3 separate regions of the Mus musculus genome follow, and all the other regions are linked to region 2. Evidence: chromatin contacts called from public ChIA-PET and HiChIP or PLAC-seq data. All regions are on one chromosome and are shown on one strand. Each heading gives the region's core, a stretch centred on a gene start, on an enhancer-like site or on the middle of the called end of the contact. The rest is flanking DNA. Distances are from core to core; before and after follow the strand shown. Region 1 overlaps Spag9 (sperm associated antigen 9). Region 2 holds the start of Ankrd40 (ankyrin repeat domain 40). Region 3 overlaps Spag9 (sperm associated antigen 9).

Region 1 (3,907 bases), core at 665-3,164, 260 kb before region 2:
GTCCCACATTTAAATACACATGAAAACACGTACTTACTAGTAAGGTTACTCACAAGTTCTGGAGATTGGCTGTTAAACTCAGTGTGTGACATTGTCTAACCTCATATTTCCTAGAACACAGCCACGAGAGTTTCTAAAAATGTTCACTCAGTAGCTGTTTTAAAACCTAATTAGGCAAGAGTTTTCATAGATACATATAATGTATGCATTTATTTCACCATATTCTACCCTTAGAATCTGGTGAAAATGAAGAGAAATCAGAAGTTCAAGCAATCATTGAATCCACTCCTGAATTGGATATGGACAAAGACCTCAGTGGATATAAAGGTTCAAGGTACTAAGAATATCACATTCCGTAATTATCTTCCTTTTTCTCATTCTCATTAACTTTTATCCTGTTTATAAATAAGTAAGATCAGTTCATGTTGTGCTACAGAAATACTGTTAATGTAATTCAGATTTTTTACCTTAGAATCTGCTCATTACTTGTATTTTAAATTTTGGAGGACATTCTTCTGGCAGGATTAGGGATTGGGACATAAGGGCAGATGGGGTTTTTGTCTATGTTGCTGTAACAGTAACTAATATTGCATTGTTTATAAAGAAGAGAGATTTGTTTTCTCAGAATTCTCAAGCTAGGCCATTCAAGATGAAGACCCCGGCTAGTTCAGTTGTCCAGTGTAGGCTATTCTTTGTTTCAAAGATAATGCCTTCTTGCCGCGTCCTTTACGGAAGAGGATGCAGTATCCTCTCATGGGAGAAGGCAGAAGAACAAACTAGCTTAGTGCTGTATGACAAGTGTCTCTTCCAAGGACCTTACCTTAGTCTCACAAGGAAGGAGCCCTTAATGCAGAGCCCAGCACTTGATGGTTGTCACCTGGCTCTGGAGCAGACTCAGTCACTGAGAGTAGCTGGAGGAGGAGACAGCCAGGGCTGCTTCTCCCGCCTGAGGAGACCAGGAAGTGGAGTGGAGGAAGTAAAAATTTGAACAAACTTTATTTTTTTCACAAAAGAGGGAGAAGAGAACATGTTCTGTCTAGAATGATCTCATTAGTAGGGAATTTAGTCTCATCTTACATGGAAAGCTTGATTAATGAGAGCAGAAGAGTGGCTTGGTATTGTTTTAATCAAGGTTATCCAAAAACATATTGATTAGAATTGAGCTTTGTGTTTCCTCAACAGATTTACCTTTAAATAACGGTTATGAGCACGTATCATTTATTAAGCCCTACTGAGTAGTCAGTAATGGAGTAATGGTAAAATACTTGGGTATTTTACCCAGGATAAGCATAGCCTCTAACAGAGTAAGACTTATATGGGTTCAAATCTTGCTTCTCTGGTCTTTTCTGTTACAACAGGGCTGGGGATTATACCTGGCAACATCCATCTTTTCATTCTCTAATTTCATTATATCTTAATTTTAGTTCAATTAGAATATATTACTGCATTAGTATGTCTATACAAATTCTCAAACTTAGCCGTAAATTTTCTTTTGATGCTTTGTGTTTTCCTGGAATTGGTGAATCTTAAGTCATGAAACATGTTTCCTTTTTTCAGTGTTCCATGCACTTAGCACTAACATTAACAGACCTGAGTTTCCTAAGTGTATGATTTTTAGGATGACCAGACCCCAAATCTAGCTATTTTCAGGACTCTGCCTTGGCCTTCTAGTTCCTTCCTCATGTAGAGTGGTGTTTACCTTGCTCTGCTGTTTCAGGTCTTCTCTACAGAGAAACAGGACACCGAGGCTCTTTATTATATGCTATGACATGGCTCTGTGGGAGTTTCCTAAAGGCAGAGTCCCAAGTACAATGGCTTTGAGTCTTTTAATCAGTTTTGGAAGAGGAACAAAGAGATCCAGAGAGCCCCCAAAACCTTCTTTGTAGTCCTGAAGTGAGATCACAGTTTAAATAGAGGAACAAGTGTGGTTTGGCCCACTGTCGACCCATCATTATCTGGGTGTCAGTCTCATCCTGTAAGGTGCTTAGAATTGTGCGAAGTCTCTTTCAGGAAAGCAAGTTGCCCTTCTGCTGTTATCTCTTCCTTTTCTCAGAATGAGATTCCTGTGAAAATTCCCATTTCTCTGGGGTCTGTTGTTTCAATAGTCTGATACATACAGTGTCTCTGTAGAGTGTCTTAATCTTTGTCAAGTTCACAAGCCTGTCCCTGGAGGATCAGAAGTCCAAGGTCATCCTCAACTATGTAGCAAATTTGGGAACAACCTGAGTGACATGAAACCCTGAAGCCCTGTAAAATAAAATAAGACAAGAAAAGGTCATGTATCCTGAAACAAGATTGCTTTAGTTTGAATTCTTTTTCACCTAATTGCTGAATGATTTTTGTCAAGATCCTTAAGCTGTTTGGTTTCCTTATTTGTAAAATTGGGGTAACACAGAGTCTGTTTTGCGGTCTGTAGCTGTGTACTGCACAGACCAGAGTAGCTGCCGTTATTCTGTGGGTTTGCTGGGACTTCACAGAAGAGGCGCTGTGTACTCTCTGTGGGAAATTCTTGGAAATTCACCAAGAAATCTTTTCATATTGATATTTTATAGTCAATATAAATTTAAGTAAGAAATTCCAATGCTGCTTAATCATTATATTAAAAATACACTGTCAAGGTCTAGCTGAGGAGTCCGTGAAGAGCTACTTGGGGTGACCATGTGGGACAGAAGGTATCATGGCCATTTGTTTGGGGATGGAAGGAAGAAGCAACCAAACGTGAACTTGATTCTGTGTTTTTAACCAGGAAATACCCTGGTTAGATTTGTTTTTAAATAAACATACATTTTTGTTAAAAAAAAAAATACACTGTCAGAAAGTCTTGGTAATTTGTCGTTTTGGCTTTATTGTTTTTGTTGCCTAGCACTCCCACCAAAGGCATAGAGAACAAAGCTTTTGATCGCAATACAGAATCTCTCTTTGAAGAGCTGTCCTCAGCTGGCTCGGGCCTTATTGGAGATGTGGATGAAGGAGCGGATTTACTAGGTATGACAGCTCCCCTAGAGAAGTGCCATACACACTGTTTAAAACTAGATGCCATTAATGACCTGACTGAACAATCATTTAAAATGTCCCTGACTGCCTGACGGTACAAGGTTATTATGCTTCAGGGATTGCTTAGAACATTATTTGACATCATAAGAGTTTTAATGAAAAACGTCTTTCTATATGGAAATGACAAAAAATGAATTCACATTTAAATTTATACTTTAATTCACAGTTTATTGATTTGCTATATTTCTAAAAATAGATATTGAACATAAATAAATAAAGAACTCGGTGCAGGGTGTGTGTGTTTGTGTGTATGATTGGTAGTCAGATAGTAACTGGCTTATATAAATCTTACAGAGTTCTGTTGACCTTAATTAATTAGGCAATTTTAACACTTGAAATTTATAATTTACCTCTGTGGGAAATAGTCATTTTAAAGTTTGTGTTGAATTAGGGTTATATTCTAATTTCTAGCCACTGCTGCTGTGTTGTTCCCCTGTCCAATAAACAAAAACACACAAAAAAGGTTGTGTCATTGAGCACATACCTGGCCCGGGGTGGGGGTGGGGTGGGGAGCTGGAGTACTGTGTGCAACTCTTTCTGAGTGATCAGCCCTTTTGTGTGGTTTTATTGCAGAAGGAGTTGGCCTCTGGCCTGGGGTCTGCTAGATGGGTTAGTAGAGTAAAGCTGCCTCTTCAGTGTTCAGTTAGGTTTGACTGAAACAGCCTTCCTTAGCTGGGGGGGCAGGGGGTGCGCCCATACCTTTAATCTCTGCTCTTGGGAGGCAGAGGCAGGTAGGTCTTTGTGAAGCCAACCTGGTCTACAGAGCCAGGACAGCCAAAGCTGCAATATAGAAACCGTGTCTCAAAAAACAGAACAAACAAACAAACAAACAAGCACAAGAAGGAAAAGGAAA
Region 2 (3,872 bases), core at 683-3,182:
TCTTTTTCTGTTTCTTTCCCTTTTCAGTTTTTGTTGTTTGTTTTTGTTTTTGTTTTTTTTCGAGACAGGGTTTCTCTGTATAGCCCTGGCTGCCCTGGAACTCGCTCTGTAGACCAGGCTGGCCTCAAACTCAGAAATCTGCCTGCCTCTGCCTCCCAAGTGCTGGGATTAAAGTGGCTGCCTGGCTCCCTTTTCAGTTTTATTTGTTTTGTTTTGTTTCCATGTGCATGTGTTTTGCTGGCATGTATGCATGTGCACATGTGGATGCTTAAACCTGAAGAAGTCAGAAGAGGGCATCTGATCCCCTGGAACTGGAGTTACGGATGGATGGTTGAGAGCCACCATGTTGGTGCTGAGAATCAAATCCTGGGCCTCGTTTACAAAAGCAACAAATGCTCCTAACTGTTGGCTTATCTCTCTAGCCCGATATAATTCTTTTAAGGAAAGAAAATTTAACAAACAAAAAACCATGAATTTTGGAGCGCACCTAATTTAATGTCATTGCTGCTGTTTGACTTTGTTTGTTACCACTCTGAGGATGAAACCCTGTGCCTTGTTTGGGTAAGTACTCTTTCACTAAGCCAAATCACCAGCCTGCTACAATCTTTTTAAATTGCCTTTAAAAAAAAAAAGACTGCTATTTCTTGTCCCTCAGACTGTGTTAAAGACTGAGTTTCAATGCCATTCCCATCAGCCTCAGATGGAGCACTATGTTGGATCCGAGAATTAAATTTTAAACTGTGGAAACAAATCCAAGTGTAGGCTCAAGCCGCGTTCCAATTTGCCACCGGGGTCAATTTAAGTGTTTAGTCAGTTGATATTCATCACTCCTGGTGTGCAGTGTGTACTGTGTGAATTACTGTATCATAATAAACAGACGTTGCTTTTTCTTAAGCAGTAACAAGACAAATGCATGCTGTGTGCCCTGGGCAACCCCGAAGAATGGAAATAAAGACGCTATACCTAAAAGTACCCCTTCCTGTTTCATCTTGGCTTTGTTCAGGCCCTCCTCTCTGCCTCCCCAGGGTGTTTTCCTTAATCTTTTCACCCCATCTGCAAAGTTCTCACCAGTGCCACATCAGGGATCTCTCCAAGGCACCTGAGCTCAGCAAAACAATATTTTCTGCTTGTCCCATTGGGTAGTAGAACAGTGCCAACCAAGGCTCTGAGCCTCATTAACTAGATTAGGCATGGAGTACTGCACACGGCTGTTTATGAACACACCATAGCTCTACCCTCAGTGCCTGGAATCAGGACTAGGATGACAAAGAGCTCCCCCCGCCCGCCCGCCCCCGCCCCGCCCCGCCCTCCGTCTTTCCTTAGATGACTTTCAGAATAATTAATTATAATTTATAAGCTATAACGAGTTGCATTTTATAAACTAGAATCAATGTTAATCTTCATGAAAGCCAAGTTGGAAGAATTTCTGTCTAAAACCGATAAAGGGTAAAATAAAAACAGTAACAGCTGAAATAAATATTCTAGCTGAATGGTCCCAAGCACTGACAAAAATAAGAAAGAACAGTGTCATCTATCTCTGCAAATAATGGGCATATTATAGTAGGATCCTTTTCAGCCCATTTCCCGTCCTGCTGGGTAAAAATTGGCTCAGATGGAAAAAAAAAAAAAAAAAAAAGAGCTAACTAATCTTGGGGGAGTGGGGGTGGAAACCCACCAATTATTTTTAATGCCTGCTAAACAGCCTGCTCCTGAGGATAAGGCTTTTCTGGCTCTCAAACGACAATGTCGGATCCCTCCGCCTCGCAACTATTCCTGTGTCTGTCCTCCTCGCTGGAAGCTGCCGGGTGGGAGCTCTAAAAATAGCCCATGAATCACAGCAGATAATCCAGTGCGGTGGTTACATAAACAGCCGGCCGGGGCGGCGGGGCCGCGGGTGGGAACGAAAAGTATCTAGGTCAATGTTGTCACACCGAATAGGGTCCCCCGGAGCCGGCCTTCGGAGGCGCGGTGGGGGAGGAGGCCTGGGCCTGCGGGGCCGCGAGCAGCCAGGGAGCTGTCGGTGGGCGGGCGGGCGCACGAGGCCCTGGGCCGGGCGCGGGCGGAGGCGCGAGCGGGGCGGGCGAGCCCGGCGCTCCCTCCCCATGGCCGGGAGCCGGCCGCGGAGGCGGCGGCGGCGCTGACAGGCTCGGGGCGGGGCGGCCCGGGGCCCGGGGCCCTGGGGAAGATGAGCGCCCTCCTAGAGCAGAAGGAGCAGCAGGAGAGGCTGCGGGAGGCGGCGGCCTTGGGGGACATTCGGGAGGTGCAGAAACTGGTGGAGAGCGGGGTGGATGTGAACTCGCAAAATGAGGTCAACGGCTGGTAAGTGGCGAGCGGGGGAGGCCCAGGGTTCAGGGCTGCGAGCTCGGGGCGTGGAGCAGTCAGCCGTGACCCAGGACGCAGGCGAAGGTGACGCCTGGTGCCCCAGGCCTCTCAGGTCGTGGCCCTTTCGAGACTGGCCCCGATCTCCCATTGCCTGGTGCAGTCAGGAGCGCATCCTCCCCAAACCATACCTTCTTCTGTGGTTGACCGCGGCCAGCGCCCTCCGGGACACTGGAGCCCACCCACGCCACCCCCCCCCCGCGCGCCCCCTGGCTCTAACTTGGCCCAAATGGTGATGCATAGAGGCTTTGATTCTCGGCGACTCTGCTCTGGATTTCATCAAGCTTGAATTAGTTTGCCATGGGCGCTTCTGAAGAACACTTCGTGCAGAGATGAAAGCATAAGCAACGAAGCAAATGCCAATCTTAAAAAACCAGCACGGTTTCTTTAGCCAAGACCAGGAGAAAAGGAACAACTACAAAACCCTCGCCACTTGCATAATAATTCTGCCTCAGTTGTTTTAATGCCACAGTGATTGGCTGTTGCCTACAGCTGCCTGTTGAGGGGAGACTCATTTGTCTGCCCTGTAGAGTGTTTTGTTTGCTTAGTACAATTTCCAATTAGAGAAATTTACCCAAGGCTTTACAAGTCGGCTAGCAGATCTGCCTCCTTCCCAATACAGAGTCTGTCTCATTTTAAGATATGAACAAATCTTTAGTTTCTTTCTTTTTTTTTTTTTTTTGGTTTTCGAGACAGGGTTTCTCTGTATAGCCCTGGCTGTCCTGGAACTCACTTTGTAGACCAGGCTGGCCTCGAACTTAGAAATTCGCCTGCCTCTGCCTCCCAAGTGCTGGGATTAAAGGCGTGAGCCACCACGCCCGGCTAAATCTTTAGTTTCGAGTTACTGAATGTGGTATTTCTTTCTACCCTTTTTTGACATTTTACAATTAATTTTTTTTAATTCAGGTAATGCTTATCTAGCCTCTTTTGCCAGTTTAAAGTTAAATTTGAATTTTAAACCCCCCAGTAAATCGAGCCATACATTTTGGAATGGAAAGGGCACTGGAGATCATTTGAATTCCAGAGAGTGTCTTGCCCTGATTGCACAATTGTCAATATGATAACAGAGTCAGAAATGAGATTTCCTAATTTCCTAAGAAAGCTGTCTGACTCCTTTCCCTAAAGAAACTAGCCTGGATAGCTGTCCACAGCCTGGAGACAGTGGACACTAATTTCTAGTCTTTTTTTTTTTTTTTTTGAAGCATTTGTAGTCAAAACACTTGTAGCTGTGTTTGCCTTGCCATGGCGTCCAAGAGCTGTGAATTCCTGTTTTGGCACTGGGAGGCGGTGTTTTACAGAACAATGAGCCTGGTCTTGCTGCAGGTTCTGCCTGCCTAGCTGTGTGGTCTTGCCTGAGTTACTTTGTTTTCCAGGTCTTTCAGAAGTGTTGTTAGTATTTATTGAGATGAAAAATAGCTACCAAGTATTGAACTTGCTCTATGGCACAGATGTGGTTCTAAACACTTAACCTATCTCAGGGTAATCAGGAGATA
Region 3 (3,826 bases), core at 1,135-3,634, 280 kb before region 2:
GTGCCCTTTCTTTTCTTTGTACTCCTGGGTGACAAATGCCCATTCCTGCTTGTGGGGGTGGTCACCAGGCTGCATGCTTAGCTGCTGTTCTCTGCGTGCAGCCAGTGTGAACCACTTTCCAATGCCTAGGGATTTGCTGTCTTGTCTTCTAACTCATAAACTCAAAGAATCTGATCTGCTCAGATTTCTCTTTTGTACATGACTTGAAATTAAGATTCATAGACTATAACTAATTAGTATCTAAGTGATGATAAAATATGTTTTAATGGTAATTCTGATTTAGGCAAGAAGAATGGAAGTAGCTCCTTTCTTTCATGTGATTCTTTTTATTCATAGGCCAGCTCATGTTTAATTTTTAACACTCAGAAATTAGTTTTCTCGTATAGTCTAAAACTAGGTACTTGATCATTTATTTTCTTTCCTAATTATATTTGTTTTTTCAAACAAGTCATGTAGCCTAAGCTAACCTTGAACCCCACAGGAAGTCTCCTTCTCAGTGCTGGAATTACATACAGTTCTCTGCTGGGTTCTTTCCTGATGTATAAAATTGAGAAACAGTCTGACTATTTTGTATATGTTAGTACCTGAAAGAGTTGTATACAAATCTATGTATATTTAGGATATAAGGAAACTAAAACTTGTAGGCTTAAAAATATGTATAATATTAATATGACTAATATTAAGGGCTGGCTTAGGCTATGCTGGAGAAGTATTGCCATACAGTAACTAAGACTTTGGAGTTACCTTGTCCCATATATGCAGCCTTTGGTGATTTGTTTAATCTCTTAGGTTCCTTCTCTTAAGGTATTTTACCTCAGTGACTGATTTTAAAAAATCAAGCGAGCTATTTTTTGCACTTCATTACAGTTGCAAAATATATGATCCATTATATAAGTAAGTCATTTGTGTACCTCACATTTTTAGTAGAAGTGACTTTTAATCTTAGTCCTGCTGGTTACTAATATATAAAGCCTTAGAACATCATCTTCCCTATTGTAAAATCTGGAAAAGCAGTCCTGTTTCCTGGTTGGTTAGACCAGATAAAGCACATCAGTTTATCTGGCTCAGTTCTTTCAGGTATAGCCAAAAGGCTATCTGAAATACATATTTTCAAAAATCATTAGTACACATAAGCTGGTATTTAAATAACCAACTAAAAATCAATATATACAACTGAAGCTACTAGCTAGAGACTATAACAAGATTCAGACACTTGTCAGCCTTGCTTCTGTTAGGGAGTCAGTGGCTGGACAGCGAGAGCAGGTGCTTCAGTGTAGGGACTGAAATCTGCCACTTGGTATTTTTCTACAGGTTCTCCTTTTTTTTTTTTTTTTTTTTGGTTAACTTTTCTGTGATTTTTATTGAAGCATATAATACAAACAGCATCAAACATGCATGACAACAAAGCTCAAGACTAGTGTTTGCCTTTCACGAACTTTGTTTTGAGAGTAGAATATTGTCAGACTTATGTAACTGCATCTCTTGCCCCCATCAGCTATCTAATTGGTCAGTCCGCAGAGGAAGAAGCACATGGTGATGCTAATTTTCTAGATCTGGAGCAGAGAAACTCCAAGCATATTTGACCCCCTCCTAGAGATCTGTTTTTCTCAAAAAAGTGATAAAAGCAAAATAGAGAGTTGGGCGTATAGATGGAATAGGAAAGGAAGCTTGGGTTTAAAGAAGACTGCGCACTCCATATGTGTGGAAAGGAGTTTATGTGGGAAGATGGTGCCAGTGATGGGCTTGTATCTCAGGAAATCTGCGCTATCTTCCTAGCTTTATATTAGATAGACTCTGATTAAATTCCTACTTGCTTCTCCCTTAAGGCATGAAGGCTTGTTAGATAAAAGTCAGATAGTAGTTTGGGAATTTCTGTTCCCAAAGTAAGTTTTTCAAAATTGGGAATAGACAGCAGGCTAGCAACTTTTCATTCTGTTAACTAAAGGAAACCAAAACACTTGGCTATCATTTAATGAGAAAAAAAGAGGATTGCAGTTTAAGAACAAAGAAGCAGAAATGATGTAGTTTAAAGTAAAAGCTAATAAGTCTCAAGAAGAAACAAGTTCTATTGCCTGGAAATAGAAACGTGTAATGTGCAGTATACTCTCTATTAGGAAAAATAAAACTCTTTGTCACTGACTTGTGAAATAGCTGACTAGTGTTTACTTGTTTCAGATTTAGATTTATTTACTACTTATTGGAGTATGAATGTGGAGGTCAGAAGACAGCCTGTAGGAGCTGGTTCTCTCCTTCTGCCATGAGGGTCCTAGAGACTGAACGCAGGTGTCAGGCTTGGTGCCAATTGCCTTTATCCACTGAGTCATCCCTCCACCTTCTTTGTAATGTTTTGGAGACAGGCTCTAATGTAAACAGGCTGGGCTCTATTGTGCTTTGTGTACAAGGATGACCTTGAACTCCTCCTCCTGTCTATCTCCTACGTGCTAGGACTCCATCACTCCCAGTAAAGAAAGACTTGGAAAAGAGCTGCTCTTTTTTCCTAACAGAAGTTTTCTCATCTGCACTCTGCCTAAAAGAACTACTGTAATATGATTTGTAGAAAACCAGAACTTAAATAAAAATGTTTTGGATTTTTACTGTTGAATAGTATCCCTGTTTCAAAGAGTATATTCATTTTCCTCTAGGCAGAAAAGGCCTACTGTAAAAACACTGTAGCTTGAGGAAGTGGAAAACTAGGAACAGGGACTGGGGAGGCCTTTGCCTGTTCCTTATGACCACTAACCTCCATGGCTAACACTCAGCAGCTCTTCTCCATGTTTACCACACCAGACCACCATCAAGTTCTTGGCAGAGGCAGCTGTGGTAATGCATGCCTGTACTCTCAACATACAGCGGGCTAAGGCAGAGGATCTCCAGTTCAGGGTCAGGCTAGGCTAAGTTCTGAGACCTCACCTATGAACAGCTCCAAACTTGGCAGGTGAAAACAGTGTCTAAACAGTTTTTCCACACTTTTCTTAACTTGTGGAGCCAATGTAAAGCTTTGAGGCTGTTTTTTCTCTTTGGTATATACTTATTTAGGTGTGCGTATAGGATTATGTAGGAGAGCTGATTGCAGATTGAGAATAAGCTTTCTACAGCCAGGGGAGACCCTGACCTTGTTATCCCCTTGCCTCATCTTCCAAAGAGCTGGGATTTTTCTATCCACAGCCCAGGCTTAAAATCACGACAAATAAAAAACTAATGAGAATGTTTCATTTTTTTCTCCCCTCTTCAAATAGAAAAGAACGTCCTATATCATTAGGGATTTTCCCTCTACCTGCTGGAGATGGATTGCTTACACCTGACACTCAGAAAGGAGGCGAGACCCCAGGATCAGAGCAATGGAAATTTCAAGAATTAAGTCAACCACGTTCTCATACCAGCCTGAAGGTAAGCTTTATTTTAACAGTACATTTTATAAGCATTCTTATTCAAATAGAAGTCCCAGAAAACCAAAGGATAATCTAATAGTTTAGGGCTGCCCAGATAGTTTACTGGGTGAAAGTGCTTATCACCAACTCTGACAGTCCCCATCCTCAGGACCTACATGATAGAAGAGAGAACCAACTCCCGATTATCCTCTGACCTCTACAGAACCACAGTGACTGTAGTTCACACCTTGTTCAACCGCACACAAATAAGTAAATAAATCTAAATTTAAAAAATAGTTTATATATTTTTTAGTTTGAAAGTATCTTAAAAACAAATCGAGATGGGCTTTTCCCAGGGTATGTTCTTGCTAGTTAATTTGAAATTACATAGGAAAACAAAGCCAAATAGTGTTACATCTTTACTTTAGTTAGAGTTATCGGTGCTGCGGTGAAGCACC

Evidence for each region. ChIA-PET counts read pairs in DNA pulled down with a chosen protein or histone mark. HiChIP or PLAC-seq counts read pairs in DNA pulled down with a chosen protein or histone mark.
Region 1: an RNA polymerase II ChIA-PET map of memory CD8 T cells shows a contact between it and region 2, with 52 read pairs. The contact joins the enhancer-like site here to the promoter of Ankrd40 in region 2. A contact is called at or near these places in 4 of 39 promoter capture datasets (cranial neural crest, frontonasal cranial neural crest, maxillary cranial neural crest and 1 more), 4 of 115 datasets of contacts at active chromatin or transcription factors (embryonic basal ganglia, embryonic forebrain, memory CD8 T cells and 1 more) and 3 of 9 other capture datasets (adipose tissue, liver and pancreatic islet).
Region 3: a contact with region 2 is called in an H3K4me3 HiChIP or PLAC-seq map of embryonic stem cells, with 2.2 times the contacts expected there. The contact joins the enhancer-like site here to the promoter of Ankrd40 in region 2. A contact is called at or near these places in 5 of 39 promoter capture datasets (cranial neural crest, frontonasal cranial neural crest, hippocampal neurons and 2 more), 5 of 115 datasets of contacts at active chromatin or transcription factors (embryonic basal ganglia, embryonic forebrain, embryonic stem cells and 1 more) and 2 of 9 other capture datasets (adipose tissue and liver).

Annotation. Positions count from the first base shown.
Region 1 is chr11:94,068,702-94,072,608 of GRCm38.p6, forward strand. It overlaps Spag9 (sperm associated antigen 9), which reads left to right. Exons shown (of 29, transcript NM_027569.3): 7 at 235-334; 8 at 2,864-2,985. It overlaps Gm38951 (a long non-coding RNA gene), which reads right to left. Exons shown (of 2, transcript XR_880137.3): 2 at 978-2,247. Among named protein-coding and RNA genes, the nearest start is that of Gm38951, 3.8 kb to the right of the region's middle. Within about 2 kb of position 1,915, at least 29 of the 459 cell types and tissues checked have an H3K27ac peak or open chromatin away from gene starts, as enhancers often do. A contact at or near this core is called in memory CD8 T cells, where this site is marked.
Region 2 is chr11:94,326,069-94,329,940 of GRCm38.p6, forward strand. It overlaps Ankrd40 (ankyrin repeat domain 40), which reads left to right and starts at 1,933. Exons shown (of 5, transcript NM_027799.2): 1 at 1,933-2,319. The coding sequence starts at 2,186.
Region 3 is chr11:94,045,172-94,048,997 of GRCm38.p6, forward strand. Spag9 (sperm associated antigen 9) reads left to right here. Exons shown (of 29, transcript NM_027569.3): 5 at 3,237-3,387. Among named protein-coding and RNA genes, the nearest start is that of Gm38951, 27 kb to the right of the region's middle. Within about 2 kb of position 2,385, at least 16 of the 459 cell types and tissues checked have an H3K27ac peak or open chromatin away from gene starts, as enhancers often do. A contact at or near this core is called in embryonic stem cells, where this site is marked.